2 separate regions of the Gasterosteus aculeatus genome follow, and region 1 is linked to region 2. Evidence: chromatin contacts called from public Hi-C data. All regions are on one chromosome and are shown on one strand. The core of a region is the stretch at or near the end of the contact, and the rest is flanking DNA. Distances in the headings are between cores, read along the strand shown. Region 1 overlaps znf521 (zinc finger protein 521). Region 2 holds the start of znf521 (zinc finger protein 521).

What was found. A called contact is a pair of places that touch in the nucleus more often than the background predicts.
Region 1: a Hi-C map of skeletal muscle shows a contact between it and region 2, with 2.5 times the contacts expected there. The contact joins the enhancer-like site here to the promoter of znf521 in region 2. A contact is called at or near these places in 2 of 6 Hi-C or Micro-C datasets (skeletal muscle and whole body).

Annotation. Positions count from the first base shown.
Region 1 is chr3:1,148,183-1,155,774 of fGasAcu3.hap1.1, forward strand. znf521 (zinc finger protein 521) reads left to right here. Exons shown (of 7, transcript XM_078098587.1): 5 at 7,355-7,486. Among protein-coding and RNA genes, the nearest start is that of LOC120816119, 36 kb to the right of the region's middle. Within about 2 kb of position 4,704, at least 5 of the 9 cell types and tissues checked have open chromatin away from gene starts, as enhancers often do.
Region 2 is chr3:1,085,759-1,092,660 of fGasAcu3.hap1.1, forward strand. znf521 (zinc finger protein 521) reads left to right here and starts at 3,303. Exons shown (of 7, transcript XM_078098587.1): 1 at 3,303-3,556.

The DNA.
Region 1 (7,592 bases), core at 3,454-5,953, 64 kb after region 2:
GGGCAGAGAGGGGTGGTTGTGTAAGGGGGGGGGGGGGGGGGGGGGGGGAGGAGAGGAGGAGAGAGAGCGACGGAGTGAGGCAAGACGAAGACGAGACACGGGAGGGACATGGAGCGAGGACAGAAAGATAGACGGGGGAGAGGGGAGGCTAAGAGAAGGAGAAAAAAATTTATGCAAAACGCCTGTCTCGTATTTGCTGAGATGTATTAAATTTCCAGCGCGGGTGCCCGTGTTATATAAAATTATGCTAATGCCTCGCGGCCCGCTGCGAATGGCGGCTTGCTGGTCCTGAGCATGCGTGGCTGGCCGCTACACGGAGCGCGCTCAGTGGGACTCAGCTTTTCTATTAAGGAAAACCTCTAGACACCTGATGATGAATTCTCTCTCACCAAATGTTCCCCCCCCCCCCCCCCCCCCCCTTTTTTTTGTGTGTGTCGAAAATATGAGCGCCTTTCTAAATGACTTTGGAGGGCCCGGCATGGCACTCGGCGGCCTGCGTCGAGCAGGGGGGGTTGAGAGGGAAAGAGGGGGGGGGGTCCCTCTGCAGCAGGCTAAGGGAGTCAATTAAGGCAAGCACTGATAATTATAAGCCGGTAGAACGCAGGGGCTGGCTAATTGTACAGTGTTCCGTGCCGTGAGCCCAGCCAAGGGGCCTCTCCGCAACGCTCTCTTCCCCCATTCCTTTGTGTGGACCGCAGACCCCAAAGAGCAACTTACCTCAGCAATGCCACAGTGAGGCCAGCGGGGAGAAGCCATGCATGTGCCCGTAATTAACTTTTGGCATTCTTCTGAGACCTGAAAGAGATTCTGGTTGGAATCGCACCTCACTTCTTCTCTCCTTCTTGAGTCTTTTCTTGCCCATTTTACTCTTTCTTGTACTTGTTTGTAAGGAAATAGTGTTACTTAGCAAAAGCAACTGTGATTGAGCACAAGCGTCTTAGGAAAGTTAGGGCAGAGACACTTGACCTTTAATTCCTTTTAAAAAGAAAAAGAGCTGCAGTTTAGAATAGGCATGTATAAAGTAAATTGGAGCATTTCAGTGCCGAATGCTGTTTTTGTGGCTGCAGGGGGTCCGGCGCTCCCGTGCAATCCATCTCAGCAGCCTGCACTGTTTGTCCCCGACGGACCCCCGTACCTGCCTGCAGCTGCAGCGCCTACACATCATTCGTTAACAAGTATTCGCCTCTCGCCTTTGTTGTGGATTTCTCCCTTTTTTTTTCTTTTATTCTGCCTCCGTGACCTACACGCTGTTCATTTGACCGAGTTTCAGCCATTGTGCATTTTAGCTGTGAGAATAGCTGGTAATGTGGTCCAGGAAAAACACAAAATGGCAGAGCCTCCTTCAAAGCATCCAGTGGTCCTGCTGGAACGCAAACACCAGCTTCATCTGGTCCCACCAGCTCGCTTCCCTCCAGGAGGCGGCGCGGTGAGACATTATGTTCAGAGCGGTTTCAGATCTAAAAAATGCATTTATGCACAAATCTGGAAAATATGCCTTTTGGCGATTTTTTCAGAAGCTTTGTAGGTCGAACTTTGTGTGTTTTTCTTATTTTTCTACAGCATTTGAGTAACACTAAAGTAGATGTAACAGTGATATGAAAGAAAAGAAAGATTAGTTCCTTTAAGCCGCCTTGATGCAGTTGAGTCATAAAAGCTTGCGATGACCTAACGGCGGCCACGCATAGAGACACAAAGCAGAGCACGATCTTCACTCCCAGCGAGCCCATAGCTTGTGTCCGTACGCCTCAACGGGCTGTCTATTTTACACAGGGAACCGAACACATAGACGTTCACGTTGAAACGTTCATGACTTTTGTGACAGATTTTGGACGGACTGTTTCTATGTGTCCCAGGAAGTAAAATGGCTACTTACTTACTGATAAATGTATGCAAACACAGCTCTATTTACACAGAGAGAAAAGGTTGTTGGAATAATTAAATAACATTGGTGTTATGCTCTCATACAGTGCATGCATAGGGGTTCATAACCCAGCTTCTTGCTGGAAATGGCTTCCAATATCACTTTTTTACCATTTTAAATCCCAATTTGTGCGTTTCTATCCATATATAAATAGATCCATTCGCCTGTGTTAAATGTCATGGGGCTTACTCCTTCTACTATATGGAATTGGAGACATAAAAGAGACCTCAAACATAAAAATACTTTCACATAATAATAATAATGCCCCCGTAAAGATGTGCCTTTTGTTTCTTTTCTCTCTAATATTTATGGTTCAACAGTGACTTTTGGCTTTACTTTCTTTATCTTCTGCTACAGAGTATCGCTCAGACACACGCACAGGGGCTCTTGGCAAGTAGCTCGAGTGGAAATGTCTGCTCGGTTAGGGAGGAGAAGTGTCCTTGTGTTTTTGTCCCTCATGTTGTTTTTTTTAACTCCAAAAGGTGTTCTAGTCCGCTAAACCTTTTGTAACATCCACCCAAGCGTTGCGCATGTTTATCTCAACACAAAACCTGTCAGTTTGGTGTTTCCACCTCTGGCCCGGCAGCCGAGGGAGCTGTGAGGCGGTTAATGTAGGCGCAGAGTGGCTGATCCTAGCAGGAGCCTCGCCCTGCTCTGATTAGCACCTCCGACGAGCTGCCACGCGTCACAGCCGACCTTCTCCCAGAGACGCGTTCCCCCACAATCCTTTGCTCTGGCGGCTGCGAGGGGCGTCACCGCGACTTGCATGCCACAGGCGACGCCTCACCCGTCCCCCGTGCCTCTGGAGGCTGGAGAACCGCACCGGGTATGCACAGAACTCGGGACCCCTGACACGAGGGCCACGATGCCTCGCTTAGCTCTCTTCTCTTGCAGACGCAGAATTGTGTTTCATGCACGCGAGCTGCAAACGGAGGCAAAGCTCCTTCTATCATGCGGCATCAGCTTTAGCACTTGACCGCGTTTTCCATCGCCGTGCGGTTCAAGCGTCGAGTCGTTGATAGAATGGGGGTGAATTTTCAAGGTGCTGTGATTAAATATTGTACTTTAATGTTGACACTTTGCACCTGATTCACTCTGTCATTCTCAAACTGTGGAGGGAGGAAATAGATATCAGCTGTGTTACCCCCAGGCGCCAGTTCTCCAATCAGCTTGGGTCTGGAGGGAGTCCATCCCTCTGCGCTCCCACCCACCACCTTCCCGCCCCCCGTCTGCAGCATCCTCCCGGCCTTAATGGGTGTTGTAGTACTTTTGAAATGAGTTTGTTCCTCATGAGCAGTGATTCTACCTCAAGAGAGCACACCACACGGAGGTGGAGTCAATTTGTATTCACCCATAATTCCCTGGGCCTTAATCACTCTGATTTTCCCCCCATTATCTGTTAATGGATAGTTCCCGCGGAGAGAAGAGAGAAGTAAACCCACCTACTGTTTACAGGCCTGAAGCTGTCTGCTCTGCTTCCATCCACAATCCCGCAGTGGGTTTCTGTGTACGGCAACGAGTCCGCGGAAAACCAAATCTTCCCGGTTTATTAACATGCAAACATCCAACATCAGGCGGATTATTGTGAAGCAGATGGTGAGGAAAGGAAAGCAAACTCTAAAGGGGAAATTCCTCGTAAACAAGATTGCTCAAAGCAGGTATTTTCTGACTTTATGGCAGAAACTCTGTAATCTATTGACCCATCAGTTCGACTGGGCCAACTTTGATCATGACGGCGGTTCTGTCTCCGGCTTTTCCAAAACAGCCCATTCCAGCCCACTAAATATTCTCAATTTGTCCTCCACTTGTTTTTTCATTACTTTCAGCATGGAGTGCCTTGATTGATGTTCTTAATATCAATTGTTAGTGTGCTGCTTTCGCGACACAAAGCAGCACGGGTCCCTCTCACAGTGAGCTTCAGAGAAGCATCCACCCGGCCCCAGAGGGGCCCGTAAATCTGACTATCACATCCCTTTCTCTTCCAAAGCCAAATGCTGAAAGTGATCCTGAATTCCCCTCCAATTCAAATTGCTCCTCAGCAGACTTGTTTAAATAGAGTAAGGGGCAGTGTTGGCGGCGGGGGGGGGGTGCTGGAATGGAATCAGCTGAGGGACAGTTTTTAATTAAGCAATGCCCTGCGTTGTACTTAACTACACTCAGGAAGTTAGACTAGTCTTTGGTTACTTTAGTTCAATCTTGTACTTCCTCTCATCTGATGGCTCTGCACCTTCACGAAGAAGCGCAGCTCAACAAGCTGCAGTGGTGTCGTTGTTACATAAAGGCTACAGTAAACTGTGCAAGCCAAACCCCCCAAACAACCTTCAACCGCACATGAACTTCAGCCGGGAGTAGATAAAAGTAAACAGCACAGAGAAATAAAGACCACCCTTTTTTGAGAGTCGTTTTCTCCCCCTCTCTGCCTCTCCCGTCCTCCACGTGGGAGAGATATTAGGCGTTTGTGTTTTAAGGAGCTGTGAAATACATAAACCATGAGCCACAGCAACGCGAGGCCCCGTGGATATGCAGATGGGCTTACTTTGCTGGTGTCAGGGATGCTTAGAAGGAGCAGTTCACATCTGAGGGAGTGGAGAGGGACAGGGTGGTGGCAGCGGAGAACACTCGGGGGACTCGGAAACAGAGAGCGGCGGGAGGGAGCGAGACAGAGACGAGGGAGAGAGAGGGGGGAGAGCGCTGACAGTCCCACGGGGCGCTGTAACTATATCCAGAGTCTGCTCAGTGCGTAGAAAGGGGTGAGGGTGGGAGCGCGCAGGGCCCTGCTGATTGGGCAGCCCTGGAGACGGGCGGGTGGAATGACAGGAAGTGACCTCAGCCCAATGAGGCGGCATGTAGGGGTGATTGAGCCCACTTCCTCCCCTGGCTCTCACTAAGAAACAGGCTGCCAGCTTGTTACACTGGCCAATAGAGCCCCAGTTTACTCGTAACATCTCACAGTCAGAACCTCTTTTCTCCGTCTCCATCTGTGTCTGTACTCATTCACTTAGGTTTCCTTATGTGCATGATGCCTGTAGTTGAACGTTGTACTACGATTTAATCAGATTACTAGTCATGTGACTAGTCATTTTATATGTACATGTATGTCAATACCTTTTTAGAATGATAAAAAATGAAATCCCAAATCCAACAGTAAATGAAGAACTGTGTGTTTGGCTCAAGAAATCCTGTAGCTTACTGCTCATTGCCAAAGACTTTTTTTTCTCCCAAAGTCTTGCATTGAGTGACACCTGTCATCATAATGTAGGAGTTAATTTTAAAACAATATGCTGAACAAATTCAGGATTTATTCCACTAAAAACAGAACTATTTGTTGGTAACTTGTTTTAAAAGTGTACATTACTCTTTTCAATCCATGAATGTCTTTTGTTGGCAATAATAAAAATACAGATTAACGTCAGCCTTGTTCTTCAAATGGAAGCCCACTGTGTACATCTCTTCACCATTTCCCTTTGGTGCACCTGCTCACAGGCATAAACACACACACATGCATGCACACAGGCAGGCAGGTGCAGAGTTATCTGCATAATGAAGCAGGCCAGGTCTCCAACGGGACAGCGCTGCGCACGGGGGGGGGGTCAAATGAGGTCTGCGCATATGGCAGAAGAACAGATCTACAGAACCCTGCAGCAAGCTTGGCCTTACAGGACACAACCTCGCACAAATAAGCAACCTGAATGGGGATCAAAGTGTGCAGTGATCCCGTTGAACGGCTACGTGGACGCGTGGACTTGTGCACCCCCCCCTCCCTTCGCTGACGCCTGCTGCTCCAGCCAGACGCACGTGTGGCCCTCAGAATATCATCATCTGTCAAATGCATGATTGCGGAACACATCATCAACTCCGTCTCTTTCTACTTTGAGCCGCTTTGATGGTTCTTTTACCTTTTACTGGATCGTCATGGGGGAGATGAGTCTGTCAGCTTTTGCTGATGCTTACAGAAAGTGAGGGTTTTGTTTTTATGCCGTAGACGGCGCCTTGTGTGGCATGCAAGGCCGTTTGTGTTGTTGAGCAAAAGATTTTGAAGGGACATTTGGTAATATGTTAGGAGAACGTTTGGAATTTACACAATGTTTCTTTTGGCGCTGCAGGAGATGTTTCCTCTCTCAAACAGGAAATATTATGGGTTGCTGAGTTGCGTTTGTCACCATACAGTTTGCTGCTGGAATAAAGCTGAAAAAAGCCAGAATGGCCCATTGCGGGTTGCAATTGAATTGAAGTGCACTGCTTTTCAGCACACAATCGCCTCAATGGATTAACCCTATACTTGGATCGTGCCCAGCGTAGCTGAGGTGGATTGTGTACTCGTGCCTCGAGTAACCGGTGCCTTTGTGTCAGGAAAAACCTGAGATGAGTCCCAGGTGGAAGCAGCCCACCCCCCATGTCGTAGCTGGCCTAATGTCAGCGTCGGCAGGAGTTTGATGGAGCACAACGGAAGAGTGTACACGCCTTTTATTGACGCACTGGAGATGGGCAGTTCTCTGGAAGCCGGAGTCAGCAAATCTGTGTGCTGCGAACGAGTGTGCATGTTCACAGTCTGAACGACATTACTTGTGGCCTCGGCTGAGGCAGTGCAAAAAAAACAAAACAGTTGTATCGCTGTATTAAAAAGGAGGAGAGCTGTTTTGTTAATGTCCACTGGAGACGTCATCATAAGATCATTGGGTAACAACACATACACAAACACCACTGCATCTGAAATGAGACTATTTAACTGTTCCATCCATCCATCCATCCATCCATCCATCCATCCATTGTCAAACCGCTTATCCTGCACACAGGGTCGCGGGGGGGCTGGAGTCCATCCCAGCCAACTTCGGGCAATAGACAGGGTACACCCTGGATTGGTCGCCAGCCAATCGCAGGGCAACACAGAAACACACAACCATTCACACTCACATTCACACAACTACGGGCAATTTAAAGTCCCCAATTAACCTAATCCCCAGAGCATGTCTTTGGACTGTGGGAGGAAGCCGGAGAACCTGGAGAGAACCCACGCAGACACGGGGAGAACATGCAGACTCCCTATTTAACTGTTCCTTCTCTATTTATTTTGGATTCACCTTTTCAACGCACAAATGATTGTATGTTGAGTTCTCTCAAAATCTGTTTCTGTTTTCAGACACTATAAATACATTTTGCATGTAAGTTAATCAAAACGATGACGCCCAACATGTTCACGGTGCAATGCTCCAGCCGGTCATCTAATTCATGCCTGATGGGAGCAGATCACACTTTATATTATTTCCTGTCTCATGGAAATCACAGGCAGGCACCTTTAAAACAAATGTGTTGATTTAAAATGTCATGTGTAAGGAGTCAAGCAAAGAAAACGAGGCAGATCAAGACCTCTGGCACGCTTTGCTTATTTCCCCTCTCATGATTTCCTTTGTGTTTTTGTTTCTTTGTCCTCTGCAGAGGAAGGATTGAACCATGAATGCAAGCTCTGTAGTCAGTCCTTCGACTCACCCGCGAAGCTTCAATGCCACCTGATTGAGCACAGCTTCGAGGGCATGGGAGGAACCTTCAAGTGTCCCGTCTGCTTTACAGGTATGCATTGTGTTTGTGTGCATCCCACTGTGCTGATACAAAGATCACAAAGGTAGAGTTGTCTGTTTTTTTCATTGATATTCTATTCAAATGCGTCGCTTTCCAT
Region 2 (6,902 bases), core at 2,053-4,552:
TTGTTGTTAGAAAGAGGCCTAATGTTTACGCAAACTGCATCCATATGATACGTGTTTTTTTTTTGCCACGGTGTTTAATTGCCCTGCAATTTGGATAACAGTGAATTTGGAAAGCGAGCAATTCCCCTTTCTTGCCAACTCCGAAACCATCGGGGTTGTTAGCTCTCTGTGTTGTTTTTGTTTCCTTTTTGTGTTTTCTGTGGACGTATGTCTCCGTGCTCGGAGAATGTCTTTGGTCACTCGCTATCCGGACTCTCTTTTCTTTTTCTCGGCCTCAGGAGCTCCAGGCTCGTCGGAGCAGAGCTGGAGTCCCAGGGGTGCCCTCCTCTGGTGATGGGGGAGCTGCCGCGACCTCGCTCATGCCTGGTGTGGGTGGCATCCAACCGGGGAGACGCACAATGGAGAGCGAGACTGAAGACGGCGATGCTTCTGGTGGACTCTCCCAGGACTCAGCCTTATTCTCAGGGTCACGCATTCCAGCAATCTCTGTAATTATAAGCAAGTACGAGAAAAGTTGAATCTTCTGCCTTTCTCGAAAATGAACGTGCCCCGCTCCTCAAGGGAAACATTCACATCTCAGAGTTCTAGTAGCTGGATAGGTTTTAATGAGGCAAGTCAAGTGTGTGTGTGTGTGTGTGTGTGTGTGTGTGTGTGTGTGTGTGTGTGTGTGTGTGTGTGTGTGTGTGTGCGGTTGGTGCACATGCATGTCTGCGTATCGGCCCCGTTCTAACAAGCGTAATTGACCGACTGGGCTTTTAAGCTGCCGTTTTTTTTTTTTTTTGCACCCTCTGCGAGAGAATTCTACTAAATAGCCTTCAGTGATTATTATTTCTACAGAAGACACTTCATTTGGATTAAAACTTTCTGCGGGTATGAAAGTTCAGTTACTTTTGACTCTTTTTTTGTTTTTGGACATGGATGTGCAGTCGGAGGCGAGCGGTCGGAGGGCGAGCGGACTGCGCGCAGGTCAGCGTGAGCTGCTGGAGGGTCGCGCCACCCGAGGGCCACTGGTTCCACAGGGGAGCGCTCCCCCCCCGTCCCCCCCGCGGAGCGGCAGAGTGAGATCTGTAATGCTGCAGCACGCACACTGGCTGCGGCGTCTCCCTGTCTAACTCAAAGCAACGGGTGGTGAAGAACAAAAAACAACTGCTCAGTTTTACAACAGATGCAGGAGGCCAAGGCGACTCGACTGCGCCTTTGCGCGTTGTTTGGAAATTCCCTCTTCCGAGCAGCTTTTGAGTCGATTAAGTCGTCCATGTGAACTGCTAAAACAGACATGTAGGCCTACATGAACAAATAGCTGGCTTCATTCTCATAAAGGAACGCGCTAAATGGAAATTTCCTGGCTGGCCTTGTTTTTTGCGACAAAACATGTCCCATTTTTTACTTCTTATTCTATTTTTCTCATTCACCCGTTTCATTTCCCTCGCGCTCAGAGGTGAGACATGAAGCAAAAACCTTTTTGTTGATTTTCATTGTGCCTATTTGCTCCCAAAAATGTACATTTGATTCTACTTTCCATATTTATAAAGTCATCCCCGAGGGAGCCGCCATGTCAGACAGTTTGTGGAGCATCATGAAGCAACATTCCTCACCTGAGGGTTCTTCACTTGAAGAAGGGGAGAAAAAAAAAAGAAAAAGAAAGTGTGTACTGTAACTTAGAGACTGAACTGAGCACCGAGTCAAGTCGAGCCTTTTCCCAGTTACTTTGTCACTAATGAAAGTTGCAAAGCGCCCTGGAGGCCTTAAGAGCCCTGCTTGTTTGTGTTTGGGAGAGCATTCGAGAGGAGGGGGGCTTGGGGGGGGGGGGCAAGGTGGTGAAACTTTGGGAGAGCCGCCTGACACGGCGCTGAGAGGCAGTTGAGATTGAAGTTTTAAGGCAGCCGGGGTCTCCTGACAGACTCCACCTACAAATAGATGTTTCATATGTGTGTGTTTACCAACTACTGTAGATTTTGAAACTTTGAATTTACCAAAGCACATCACGTCGATCGGTGTCATACGTTGTTCCATTGATCTTCCGCGCGCATTTGCTGGCAGCGTGTGGGTGGGGAAATTATTCGAAAAGCAAAAAGGGGTGCGGATGAAATTGCGAGATCCAAATTGAGCAAAACCGAAAGGAAGCCTTGACATCATATGTAGGTCACAAGTCCCCATTTATTATGTCCAAGTCCCACATATGCCGCCCAATAGGGATGTAAGAAAATAACAAGGCCTTTAAAATAGGAGTGTGATAATGACAGCCAGCTAATAGATAAGTCTGCTCATTTTTTTCCTATTGCATTCATTACTTTGTGGTGCTGGTGATTAGCTTAAACGTCTGTAACAGTAAAAGGCCTCATTATGAACTCCAAAGTAAAAGGTGGGAACACCCTAAAGAATAAGAGCAGCCTTATTATGTGCTCACATCATTAACTTTTAGAGTTTTTGGGTAAAAAATGTCTTTCTTTTAGCAAAGTTAAATTCAGCCACACAAAGGCTATCAAAGGTTGTTGTTAATTTTCTTCCTCTACGTGTTTGGGAGTTGAACCTATCGACTGTCTCCCTCCTTCCCTGAAGGTGTGCGGCGAAAAGCTCGCTCTCCTCGCACAGTTTGTCTCTGTGAGTCAGGCGGCGCAGAGGGGGGGTTGAAGGTGGGGGAAAGCGGGTTGCGTGACTGTGATTTTTCGACGGGGCCCCCGGCCGAGGCTGCCTATAGGGGCCCAGCCAGAAGCCCTCTGCAGGACTTCTACCTGGATCTCATTTTTACATAGCTGGGGTGTTATGGGGCTCGCAGAGGAGGCTGTATTCCAACGCACCGTAGAAAAGAAACAAGGAGGTTGTGTGAATTCTTTTTTTGTTTACTACTATCATTCTTTTTTTTTTTTTAATTTAAATGACTTAGTTGGGTTCATTTTATTAGAACTACTGGAGCGATAAGTATTGAAATGACAAAATGGAAACAAATCATATTGTAACGTTAAAGTGCATTTTTTTGTCAAAATCCTCAAAATGATCCGCGGATAGATATTTCTTTATAAATAGCATTCAAATGGTTAATAGGACACAATGAGCTGCATTTTTATACTCACACTGAACAATAACATTGAAGAACCAAAACAAGAAAATATCAAATAAATCAAATAAAGCCATCAGCCCGAAATCCTGAAACGCGCCTCTCGTGTCAACAGAAGATGTATTTCTGCTGAACCGTTTCCACCAGAAGGGGGACCAGTCCGTCTGCCGTAGACCGAGAGGGGCCGACGGCGAGCTGAGGCAGGAGGAGACGCCAGGGTGAGCCAGCCGACTTTGGGTTTAGAGTTGGACTCCGGATCCGGGGACCGGCGGATCCAGCAATCCGCATCTTGCCGTGATCCCTAGGATTTTAATCATGCCTCTCTGTCTGTGTGTGAGTGCAGGCAGGCTGACAATGATTTCCTCAGTGATTACGTACAGAGCGAGTCCCTGCGGGGTAGGGGCCCCCTCTGGAGCCATCCTGATGGCTTTGGGGGCCTTGCTTCCATTTTCCATTATTATGTGGACTACCGGAGCGACAGCGCAGTCCAAGACCTTGCAGGTTTGTGATGAGGAGGGAGCTTCCATCTTCTCTCTGCTTCTTCATCCTCTTTTAAGAGCAATTTAGACGTAGACTTAGATCAGATTCCGAACCTAATTCATGATTAGCTGACTGGAGTAAAGCAAAGGAAGAGTCTATAATAGTTTTGATGCTGTTAGGTGGATATGAAGTGAAAAGTGTTATTATCATTTTTCCTTCATTTTTTTGTGGTTTTGTTGCATTTTTTTTTTTGCACTCTCACAGGAGGCGTTCGGCTGATGTCTTTCTTGCGCGGATGCATTTGAGATGAGATGCGAAAAGCAAATATTCCGCTTTTATTTCTAAACGAACATCAAGCCTGCACGCGCGCGCGTTTTCCCGGAGAATGGAAGCGCATGACGGGGATTACTATATTCTCACACTTTTCCAGATACCCGGCTCAACTAAATAGAGTCGCCTGTACCGATCGGGGGTAATTGGATTTTATAACATCCACCTACTCATCACAAAAAAAACAAAAAGCAAAAAAAGCAATAAGGGCAAACTCGCACTTAGACCTGCACGGCGTCGGGCTAAGTTGCATCGGTCTGTAATGCTAAAAAGGCTGCCGCGATTCTGGCCAGCGGGATTTAGAGAGACTCTGCCTGCAGACCACCCCGTCTTACGCAAATTGTCAGACTGAAACTGAGCAACTTCAGCGTTTTCTAATAGGATGTCGCGCCGCAAGCAAGCTAAGCCAAGATCACTGAAAGGTAAGTGATAAGCCTCCGCCCGGCGGCTCCCCGCACTATTCATGTGACGCTGATGACAAGTCTACCGAGCATGAACTGAACTGAACTGCTATTATTACCATTAACACCCCTGATTGTCGCCTATAGCATTTTTACGCATTTCCAACGAGTCTTCCTGTTTGTGTTGCGCATGGGATCGACCGCGTGCACGTATGGGGGGGGGGGGGGGGTCACTTGGCGTCGCGTGAACCGGTTTACAGTTCGGGCTCGCATTGTGATGACGGGTAAAAGTGCAAAGGGGGCAACGGGGCGACGGGCCGTCTCGAGATGCAACAGCGCGGCGCACCGCTGGCCGACATCTGGATGCGTTAAAGACGCTCCAGGTCGCAACTTGAGCCGTCTGGTGGAATGGAGAGCGGAGTCACGTGACCCGACCCCCCCCTCCACCCAGCAAAATACCCCCACACCCTTCTGAGGAACTAGGAAACATTTCTTATGTTGAGGAGAGGGAGTGCTGTAATGTGTGTGTGTGTGTGTGTGTGTGTGTGTGTGTGTGTGTGTGTGTTTGTGCACAACGGTTCAAATATAAATAGGTGGTTTAGTGATAATTGGATCTTTTTTATCTACATAAACGTTATAAAGTTATCCAGGAAACAACTGAACTTTATGATGGTTTTCTTTCTTTTAGCTCATGCACATCAGGACACACACCTTGTGTGATTTTAGTTTTCTCTCTTTTCTTTCAGTTTTTCTGTCTTTTTGTTAGTTTTTTTGAGCCGGTTGGACTGGTGGTAATTCGACCGCGTATTTGTGTCTTGGGCGAGCTGGAGGGGAGGGGGGAACAGAGACAGAGCAACATGCATCAGCACGCACGCGCACACACACACACACACACACACACGTTCACACACTACTTTTCTCTGTAGCGTTTCAGTGGCAGAGCTGCTCGGCTCTTTGGAGGTTGAGCTCCAGTTCATCTGGCAGGCATTGTATTTTGCTCAGCAAATAATTGTCCACAATTTCACATTCCCAGCGTGTGGTCTGCGGGCCCCCTTCTCTCCCCCCTTTCGTTCTCGGAAGTCTTCATCTCAAAGGAAGATTACATGGTCTGCGGTGGTACATTCATGCAGCCACCATTTTAAATCAATACCCAGGAGAGGCTGGAAATGTGAGTGCATGCACGTCTTGAAATTGTCACGTTCTGTTTCCAGACCGGCTCTGCTCTTTTCACAGTAAACAGCTCTATACATAGATGCCATGTTTTCCCACACCAGATTGGCATTGACTGCTTTTTTTTTGTTGTGGTGTTGACGATTGCTATTCTCAAAAGACGTGTCACTTAGATATAATAGTCCCCTGCACGCGTGCCTACAAGCTACAAGTGTGTGTGTGTGTGTGTGTGTGAATTCTGAAGAACATCTGTCAAGATTTGTGGACATCTATGTGTGCGAGAGAAAGTGCGGGATGGAGAGTGAGCCAATCGGCATGCAAATTAAGTCAGAATGAAGACGTTGTTTTCCTATTGTCAGTAAAAATTTAATTTGGAAAAATGTGGTGCACCAAACATCTCGACTTGCATGTCCGCATAGCGACTGCTGAAGCGGAGCAGAAATGCAGATACGTCATAGATATTTCCCTTCCCTGGATCCGACCCAAAGAAGGCCAGGCAGATGTTATTTATTGTTCTTTGTCCGTCTCTTTCCTCTGGCACAGAGATGCACTTATGCAGATGTCCACGATAACTTTTCTTGTCATTTTAAAAATAAGAAAGTATTTGCCTGACGCCGTTATTCTCCACTATCGTTTCGACCGCAATTTTCAGTTTATTTGCAGCCTTTAAAAAAAAAAAATATTATCCTGTCACAAATGCAGCATCTCTACATTTTTGACACCGCGCTTTTCCACGTGTCCCTATGCAACGCATGTTTTCCCGTCTCACTTTTCTAGGTTGTCTTTGGCTAACTTGAAGCAGTGGTCACTTCCCCCCCCCCCTTTTTTTTCCTGCGCAGAAAGAACACTTTGTTCTGCGGAAGGTAAAATAAACGCGTGTGCCGGTGGAACACTGAGGGAAGGGGGAAAAGGGGCATTGTGTGTGCCGCGGTTTAGGGATTGGCGTGGACGGTACGGACATGGGCTGTGTGTGTGTGCGTGTGTGTGTGTGTGTGTGTGTGTGTGTGTGCGTGCGGAGGAGATGAGAAAATAATGCTGTGACAGTTGGCACTCTTTTCCTCCCTGGTGTAGCCCAGCACACCCACTTCCTCAGTATTGGCTGCTTGTGGGAGTCAGAGGTTATGTTTTTGGTCCCATTGAGGAAAAGGGCAACATTACAAGTCCCGTTTCAATTAAGTCTGAGAGACAGATCCGGCTACGTTATTGCTTGGGGGAATAAATGGCACAGGACAAGACCATACATCATTCGCCTATATGCAAACACTTCACCCTGGCCACTGACATTTACTCAATCCTGAGCCTTCTGCATTTCTCAACTGTAGGCACATTGTAATTTTGTTTTGATGTGCCGAGGCTTGGGGTCAGCACATTGCCTCAGTCAGCGGTGAGCACAGAGAAAGGAGGATCTCACTCCCAAAGCCGGCGTGCAGCGCGTGATAGACTGCCACGTTGCCCGTCCTGCTGCT